3 separate regions of the Mus musculus genome follow, and regions 1 and 2 are each linked to region 3. Evidence: chromatin contacts called from public HiChIP or PLAC-seq and promoter capture Hi-C data. All regions are on one chromosome and are shown on one strand. Each heading gives the region's core, a stretch centred on a gene start, on an enhancer-like site or on the middle of the called end of the contact. The rest is flanking DNA. Distances are from core to core; before and after follow the strand shown. Region 1 holds the start of Gdf3 (growth differentiation factor 3). Region 2 holds the start of Dppa3 (developmental pluripotency-associated 3). Region 3 holds the start of Phb2 (prohibitin 2).

The links. Promoter capture Hi-C pulls out the DNA fragments that hold promoters and counts their contacts. HiChIP or PLAC-seq counts read pairs in DNA pulled down with a chosen protein or histone mark.
Region 1: an H3K4me3 HiChIP or PLAC-seq map of embryonic stem cells shows a contact between it and region 3, with 5 read pairs. The contact joins the promoter of Gdf3 here to the promoter of Phb2 in region 3. A contact is called at or near these places in 2 of 115 datasets of contacts at active chromatin or transcription factors (embryonic stem cells and stem cell-derived neural progenitor cells) and 1 of 9 other capture datasets (liver).
Region 2: a promoter capture Hi-C map of embryonic stem cells shows a contact between it and region 3, with 2.6 times the contacts expected there. The contact joins the promoter of Dppa3 here to the promoter of Phb2 in region 3. A contact is called at or near these places in 1 of 39 promoter capture datasets (embryonic stem cells) and 1 of 115 datasets of contacts at active chromatin or transcription factors (embryonic stem cells).

What each region holds. Positions count from the first base shown.
Region 1 is chr6:122,608,670-122,611,369 of GRCm38.p6, reverse strand. Gdf3 (growth differentiation factor 3) reads left to right here and starts at 1,283. Exons shown (of 2, transcript NM_008108.5): 1 at 1,283-1,674. The coding sequence starts at 1,404.
Region 2 is chr6:122,625,074-122,627,773 of GRCm38.p6, reverse strand. It overlaps Dppa3 (developmental pluripotency-associated 3), which reads right to left and starts at 1,350. Exons shown (of 4, transcript NM_139218.1): 1 at 1,164-1,350. The coding sequence starts at 1,251. RefSeq lists a promoter at 1,280-2,700.
Region 3 is chr6:124,710,962-124,713,661 of GRCm38.p6, reverse strand. Phb2 (prohibitin 2) reads right to left here and starts at 1,373. Exons shown (of 10, transcript NM_007531.2): 1 at 1,099-1,373; 2 at 874-958; 3 at 521-600. The coding sequence starts at 1,225. It overlaps Emg1 (EMG1 N1-specific pseudouridine methyltransferase), which reads left to right and starts at 1,484. Exons shown (of 6, transcript NM_013536.2): 1 at 1,484-1,786. The coding sequence starts at 1,619.

The DNA of each region.
Region 1 (2,700 bases), core at 34-2,533, 2.1 Mb after region 3:
TTTTTGTACTTAGACTATGAAGTATAAAATTATAAAAATGTATTTTTATTGTTTTTAATTTTGCATAGGTTGTGTGCCTGCATATGGGTATGTGCACATGTGTGCAGGTGCCTGCTGAGTGAGGCCAGATGCGTTCAATCCCCTGAAGACAGCTATAAGCTGCCAGATATGGGCTCTAGGAACCAAATTTGGCTCCTCTGGAAGAGCAGCAAGTGCTTTTAACCACTGAGTCCTCTCTGCATCCCAAACTAAGAGAATCATAGTGAACTGGGCGTGGCAGCACACTGACAGCTCAGTCACAGTTTTCTGGACAGTGTGGAAGGACTACCTAAACCCAGGATTCTGACTCCCCTGGGAAAGATAGCAACCCCACCCCCACTCTAAGTTAGGTCTCAATGTAGCTCAAGCTAGCTTCAAACTTGCTATATGATTGAAGTTGGTATTATATTTTTATTCTTCTATCTCTGCTTCCTGAGTACAGGGATAAGAGGTTTGTAATTAGTTCCTGCAAGACACCATTTCTGGAAGGAAGGAAGGAAGGAAGGAAGGAAGGAAGGAGGGAAGGGAAGGGAAGGGAAGGGAAGGGAAGGGAAGGGAAGGGAAGGGAAGGGAAGGGAAGGGAAGGAAGAAAGCAATCGAGAGAGAGAGAGAGAGAGAGAGAGAGAGAGAGAGAGATTGAGAGATTGATTGATTACAGGGCTAGGAGTGACCAGAGTGCTTGCCTAGCGTGTTTTCAGCCCAGAGTTCCATACCATGCATCTCATCCAATCTCATTGGGAGCGATAGGTAGACTAGATTAGAAGTTCAAACTTGGGCCAGCAAGGTGCCCCAGTGGGTAAAGGTGCTTGCCACCAAGCCTGATAATCTGAGTTCAATTCCTGGGACCCATTCGGAAGACGAGACCAACTCCTGCAAATTGACCTGGGAGCTCCGCCCCTGTACTGTGGCATGCATAACCCACTCACAGGCATAATAAACAAACAAACAAACAAACAAACAAACAAATATCTTGTTAAAAGAGAAACAAGTTGAAGGTCAATCTAGGACACAAGAGACCCCCTCTCAAAATTACACATATAATAAATTATTCTCTACTGTGCTCCCAGAAGTTATCTTATTGCCTTGCATATCACAGACACACTAATGTCTGTGTGTTGAATGAGTGTGTCTTCCTTTTCACTCACGCTGTACACTGCTGACCAACCCGCGGGGAGTAGAAGGAGAAAACACACACACACACACACACACACACACCATCTGTCTTTTCACATTGAATTGCCTCTGAGGGGCTGAGAAGAGAGCAATTCACACTTGATTAGCTCCCAGGCTCCTGAATTGAGCAGAGGAGGCTAGACCGCTGAGCTGCGCACCCCAGAGGCTGCTCTACCCTGGCTCAGACGACCATGCAGCCTTATCAACGGCTTCTGGCGCTTGGCTTCCTTCTGTTAACCCTGCCCTGGGGCCAGACATCCGAGTTTCAAGACTCTGACCTTTTGCAGTTTCTGGGATTAGAGAAAGCGCCTTCACCTCACAGGTTCCAACCTGTGCCTCGCGTCTTAAGGAAAATCATCCGGGCTCGAGAAGCCGCTGCAGCCAGTGGGGCCTCGCAGGACTTATGCTACGTGAAGGAGCTGGGTGTTCGTGGGAACCTGCTTCAGCTTCTCCCAGACCAGGGTAAGGAACCCGAGGGTTTATCAGAGAAAAATCTCAAGTGGGTGCTGTGGAGCAGGGAGGAGGATACAGATGGACACCATGGCTGGCCGGAGTCTGGCCTTGGATCTTGCACATTCTGTCTTGGTTCCAAGATCAGCCCAGAGGAAGGCACGTGTTCTTATCACCTCTCCACGCTAGTCTAACTACCGCGGTGCCGGTTTAGCAGAATTTAATTTACAGTTAACAGAGAGTGGGTTTAGACTATAGGTCAGCATTCCGAGAGCTAGACAATGTCACACCTTGGGTGAGACCGAATTCAAGGTAGGTTTTAAAAGTCAGCGGTTCCCCACCACCTCCCTTCTCTTTTCTCCTGCTTACTCTCTCCCTGTTTTTAATATGTTTTTGTGCATGCCTATCCTAAGAGTTCAGAGGTGTCAGATCCCCTGGAGCAGAAGTTACAGGAGGTTGTGAGCTGCCCAACCGCATGGCTGCTGCGAAATGAGCTCCGGTCCTCTTAAGCATGCAGCCATCTTTCTTTCTATCCCCTCTGTGTTACTTTTGTTAGATGCAAAAGCACGTCTCTTTGTGTAGCCCTGGCTGTCCTGGAACTTGCTATGTATACCTTAGAGCAAGAGCCACCTGCCTCTGCTTCCAAGTACTGAGTGCTAGGATTAAAAGCCAGCACATCTCTTGATTTTATCTATTTATATTTTATTAATTATTTTATTTCATTTTGTTTGTTTCTTCAACACAGGGTTTCTCTGTGTAGCCCTGCCTGCCCTGGGGGTCTCTTTCTAGACCAGCATGGCCTTGGATTCAAGAGACACCCCCTACCTCTGCTTCCCAGGTGCTGGGATTAAAGGCAGGCGCCATCATGCGTGACTTGACTTTTTAAAAATACAGACCAATGGTGTTAATCTAAGGCACAGTTACACTCTTATAAAATTCTGAGGGACTGCCATCCCATAGCTTTTTAAACTGACCACCAAATTGCACAAGCCACCCGTTTGATGTTTGAAAAGTAGTTTCTTCTAGCCTTAGGCTGCG
Region 2 (2,700 bases), core at 101-2,600, 2.1 Mb after region 3:
TCTCGTGGAAATACGAAGGTCCCGTGTAACTGGCAGATTCAAGGCATTTTTTTGTTTTCTAATCAGACCGGAGGGGAGGGCTCCTCTCGAGCCACGCCCTAGACCGGGAGTGCCCGGAGGCAGTCCCTCGGACAAAGAATCAACTGCAGCTGGGGAGTGGGAACCAGTGGGCCCATGTAGCACACGGCTCAGCCTATCTTGGGCTCCCCTTGAATAGCCATTTACCTGAAAAGGATATTTAGCTGGAAAGAAAGTAGATGAGAATAAGAAAAAAAAAAAAAAAAAAAAAAAAAAAAACCCAGGTTCAACTGAAGCTTAAAAGATTCCGCTGTCGCCCACCGAGGTGGCACTGCCTTTAATCCCTGCACTCGAAAGTCTGAGAAAGGCGGATCCTCCTGAGTCCCAAGCCAGCCTGGTGTACAGCGTCCTAGGACAACCTGGGCTACACAGAGAAGCAAACAAAACTCCGGTGCTACACAAGGGCCGGCATGACACTGCACACTTTTAATTCTAAAACTTTGGAGGCAGAGGCAGGAGGATCGAGACTGAGCCCAGCCAGGGCTACAAGGTTGCGTTCCTTGTATCTACTACCACAGAGTGAGACTGTCTCAACCAAGATTTCTATGCTAAAACAACACAAACAACGCCCCCCCCCACACACACACACACTGCAGCCCACTCGGAAGCCTTTAATCTTTAATTCTCGGATTTGGGATGCCATTCTGGATTGCACAGGGAGTTCTAGTCCAGGCACTGTTGCCTCAAACACCAAATCATAAATATTTAAAAACAAAACAAAATAAAAACACCGCGGAGACCAATTGCTGATGAGGAAATGTTACCCCCCCCCCCCAACCATACAACCCAGTACAGCCCAGAACGTGGTCTTATGAGTCTTAAAAATCCCGCAACCGAGATACCACAGTCTCAACTCCCTCCCGGTTCTTTTTATCTCTACGAACCAGCATTTTCACCCCGAGGAAGGTGTATATTCTTAACCATCATCTCTGGCTTGGGTTTGCACTCACAACAGATGGCCTGAAACTCCCTGGTCCTCCACTGAGTCAGTGCTGGGCTCAGTGATACCAGCCTCGTGCTAGCTGAACGAGAAGAGAAGGGAGGGCTTCCCAAAACCCCGGGCAGAAAGGCCGACGCCGGCCTACCTGTATCATCCAAAGCGTCCTCTTCATCTTTCTTCTGAGGAGTTTCAGGGTCCTTCATTGGGTCGACTTTCTCTGATGGTTCCTCCATGGCGATGCGATGGGCAGAAGCCTCAAAAGCTAGCTCGGAACAAGATTGCTTAGTCTTTGAAAAGACCTAAAACCAAGACCCAATTAGCAGTCAGTCTGTGAATGGGGGGGGGGGGGTCTGGTTTCCTTTTATACAGCCGAGTCTACCCCCAGGCTACTTTAATGCTAATGAGCAGTGATTACAGGCTTCACCTGAGCTACACCTTTAGGCGGAGGCGGGGCCTTTTTACTGTAGGATTCCCCGCTCTCGGTTAAAACTAACCCTGCGCAATCCCAGCCAGTTCCAGGGAGGCTGAGGCAGGTGGATCTCTGAGTTCTAGACCAGCCCTAGTCACAAAATGGGAAGGAAAAAAAAAAAAGACTTCAAACCTGGCAGTGGTAGCCACCACGCCTTTAATCCTAGCACCTGGGAGGCAGAGGCAGGCGGATTTCTGAGTTCGAGGCCAGCCTGGTCTACAGAGTGAGTTCCAGTCAGGACTATACAGAGAAGCCCTGTCTCGAAAAAGCAAACAACAACAACAAAGATTGCAGATTTTATCTAGAATCTCTTTTGGTTTCCTGAAATATCAGGAATTTTATTTTTGTTTATTACATCTTGGAGATGGCTAGTGATCAGTGAACTGGGTTTATATGTTCTAGAATAGGCAGTTGTGCCGTCCCCCACCCCCTTCCCATCAGTTAAGTTAATTAGAATGTTTCCTTTGACTGCTTCATCTTAAATCTTTGAAAACTATTTCACTTTAAATGCTACTAAATAAAGATGTATTTGTTATACTTAAATAGATGGATATTTTATGATATATATATATATATGCATGGAATTCAAGAATATATAATTGTGGATCATTTCATAGACAATACATTTAATAATATCTAACTCTTTGTTTGAGACTCCGTGTAGTCTTGCTGTTCAGAAACTTGGTATGTAACAGCCCAGGTTGGCCTCAAACTGGAGAGCTCTTCCTTTCTCTGCCTCCAATGTGCTAGGATTATAAAGCTTACAACACCATCCGCACAACTTTTTTTAAAGAGACACGCCCCCCTTCTCCCCGTCTCTCAGCAGGTGGCCTGAAACTTTTTGTTTGTTTGTCTTGTTTTTCCAAACAGGGCAGACTTGGCTGCTTAGGAACTCCCTGTGTAGACCAGGCCAGCTGCCAACTCAAATATCTCCCTGCCTCAACCTCTGCACTTTGGAACTTTGAATCCTAAGTCAGTCTACACCAGTGCTGGCATTTCAGGCGTGGGTGACTCACCTGGTATAAGCATTTCTGAGCATCTAAAATTAACTTTGGTTGGGCATGCTGGCTCACACCTATAATCACAACATCCAAGAGGCTGAGGCAGCAGGATCTCTAATTCTAGGTCAGCCAAGGCTACTGTGTGAGACTTTGTCTAGGAGGAGAAGGAAATCAATAATAAAAAACGTAACTCCAACAATTCTTGGATTGAG
Region 3 (2,700 bases), core at 124-2,623:
ACCAGAACTGTGTTTTATTTCCAAGGCCTATGGCTTAGCAAACGCATAAACCACACACACCACAAACAGCAACAGAGAAGCACACTTCTGTGGGCTACTTGCCTCGGTGTGTACATGGGAATGAGGCCCAGGCTTGGGGAATCTCAAAGGCAGGCCTTCTAACTATGGTCTACAGGGCAACAGCTAGTGAAGAGTGGGGGCACTTTCTCCAGAGCAAGGTGTACTGTGGATGTAATCAACAAATCAACAGAAAAAAAAAAAGGCCTTAAAAACAGACTTGGACCTAGGCAGCCAGGAAGAAAGGCAACTCTTATCCCTTTTATGCTAGGCAGAAGGTAACGTTAAAACGTGCATGCATGCCAAGTACTGGAATGCACCGTTTTTTGAACCGTGAGGCATGGCTCTTTTGCAGACGTAGAAACCAAGACCTCAGAAACACAACCAATTCTGGCAGCCTGGCCAGGCTCATTTTACATTTGTTTCCCCACGTGCCCTGAGGCTCCCAGTTGCCCACGTTTACCTTTGGAGCCTGTGGGGGAGGAGATTTTTCGAGGTCTGGCCCGAATGTCATAGATGATGGGGTACTGGAACCAGGGGATCCTGGAGAGGAGAGGTCATGGACAGGAGTTGGGAAACTGCAGTTTTATTGATTTTGATGGTTCCCCTCACCACTCGTCCTTGGGCCTGTTCCTCCCCACGACCACAAGGACTCTTCCCAGTCGAGAACAGCCCTTTATGCATTGCTGGAGTTTCAGGCAGCCACTGTCCTCAAGAGCAGGCGTGAGGAAGGGGTAAAGCAGCTCCGAATTGTTAAGTCTGGCTGCAGCCGTCAAGGGTGAAGGGTCAGGGCCTGTTCGCTCTGCCCGCCATTACCTGAAGTGAAGGCCTTCGGCCAGGATCGTGTCCTGCTGCACGCCACCAATACGATTAAAAAAGATGGCTCTATGACCGCCTTCCACTGCGGAGAGAGGGGTGGGAGTCAGGGCAGGCTACTGGCCCGAGTGCTGGTCAGCGTAGGTGGGACGGGGACACCTGGGGGATAGCAGGACCGTGGGTCTGGGGACCGCAACGTCCGGCCAGCGGAAGGAGGCTGCTCACCGGTGAACACGGATTCGCGGACGCCGTAGGCCACCGCCCCGGCCCCCAGCAGCAGCTTCAGCGCCGTGCCCATGCCCCGAGGCCCGGCGGGCAGGCGTCCAGCTAAGTCCTTCAAGTTCTGGGCCATGTCTGATCCTCCCGAAGGCGGCGGCGGCGGCACCAGCGGTCAGGAGGGGGTGCCCGCCAGCCTCTGCCCCGCTCCAGCTTACAGACCTCGCCTTGCACACGAGGATCGGCGGCCTTAGAGCTCGCGGGAGAAAGGGCACCGGAAGTGCGCCTCCCTCCGGACCCGCCCCCCTCCGCCCGGGCGGCCCTGAACTCCGCGCACAGGAATGGCGCATCCGGAAGTCCCGCCTCTTGGTGGGGGGGAATGGTGTGCCCTCCCGGAGAGGCTTCCGTACGGGCATCGCCATTTTCGAGCGCCCTCTTTCAAAATGGCAGCTCGAAGGAAGTTGGCCGTGAGGACGGACGTGAAGTTCTAACTTAAGGACTTCGGTGCAACTTCCGGTCTGCCTACAAGATGTCTGCGGCCAGTGGTGGCTTCCAACCTCGTGAGCGGCGATTTTCAGTGCAGGAGCAGGACTGGGAGACTACGCCGCCTAAGAAGCTCCGGCTTGGGGCAGGAAGCAAGTGCGGAGGCCGGAGGCTCATTGTGGTGCTGGAAGGGGCCAGTCTGGAGACAGTCAAGGTAGTTTTGAACAGTGAGTGCGGAGGTAGGGAATTGATGGATCAGATTGTGTGGGAACCAGGGCCGCAGAGTGCATGGAAAAGCGGAGCCTTGAAATTTGCTCTGGAAGAATGACCTAGTTTTCCAGGCTGTTGATATCCTGGGGGTAGTCCTTTTGCTCTGGACTTTCATTTCAGCCCTCGCCTTGCTTTTAGTTGACTTATCACGGAGTCTGTGATGTATAATGCAAAATGAGGGAAGCATTGTCTATTGAGGGTTCCCACGTTTCCAAAGGCCAGTGACTTCCCCAGCCTTTTACTACCAAGGACTTGATGCTTTATTTTGTTAAATGGGGCTTGACTGGCAGCTTGTTCTGTATTTACCTATTCTGAAGTATGTCTGGATCAGATTATTTAAAAAGCCTTTGTCTTTGCTTTTTTACCCTCCCCCTTAAATATTTACTTTACCTTTATTTATGCATGCAAGTCTGCATGTGGCCATGAGCCACCTCATGAAGGTGCTAGGAACCTAACTTGAGTCTTATACAAGAAAGTTTGTGCCATCTCTCCAGCCCCCTCCTTCCTTCCTTCTTTCTTTCTTTTTTTCTTTTTGTTTTTTTGAGACAGGGTTACTCTGTATAGCCCTGGCTGTCCTGGAACTCACTTTAGACCACGATGGCCTCAAACTCAGAAATCTGCCTGCCTCTGCCTCCCGAGTGCTGGGATTAAAGGCGTGCGCCACCACCGCCCGGCTCCTTCCTTCTTTTGTATGTCTTGCCTTTCAGAGCTAAACTTGTTCAATGTGTAGGCCCAGAAGTTCCCTCCCAAACTCCTGCTCCCCTCTGTTTCTGTCTCTGTCTCTCTCTCTCACACACACACACACACACACACATTCTCTTGCTGGGTGGTGGTTTTAGGCAGTCTTGGGATGCAGTC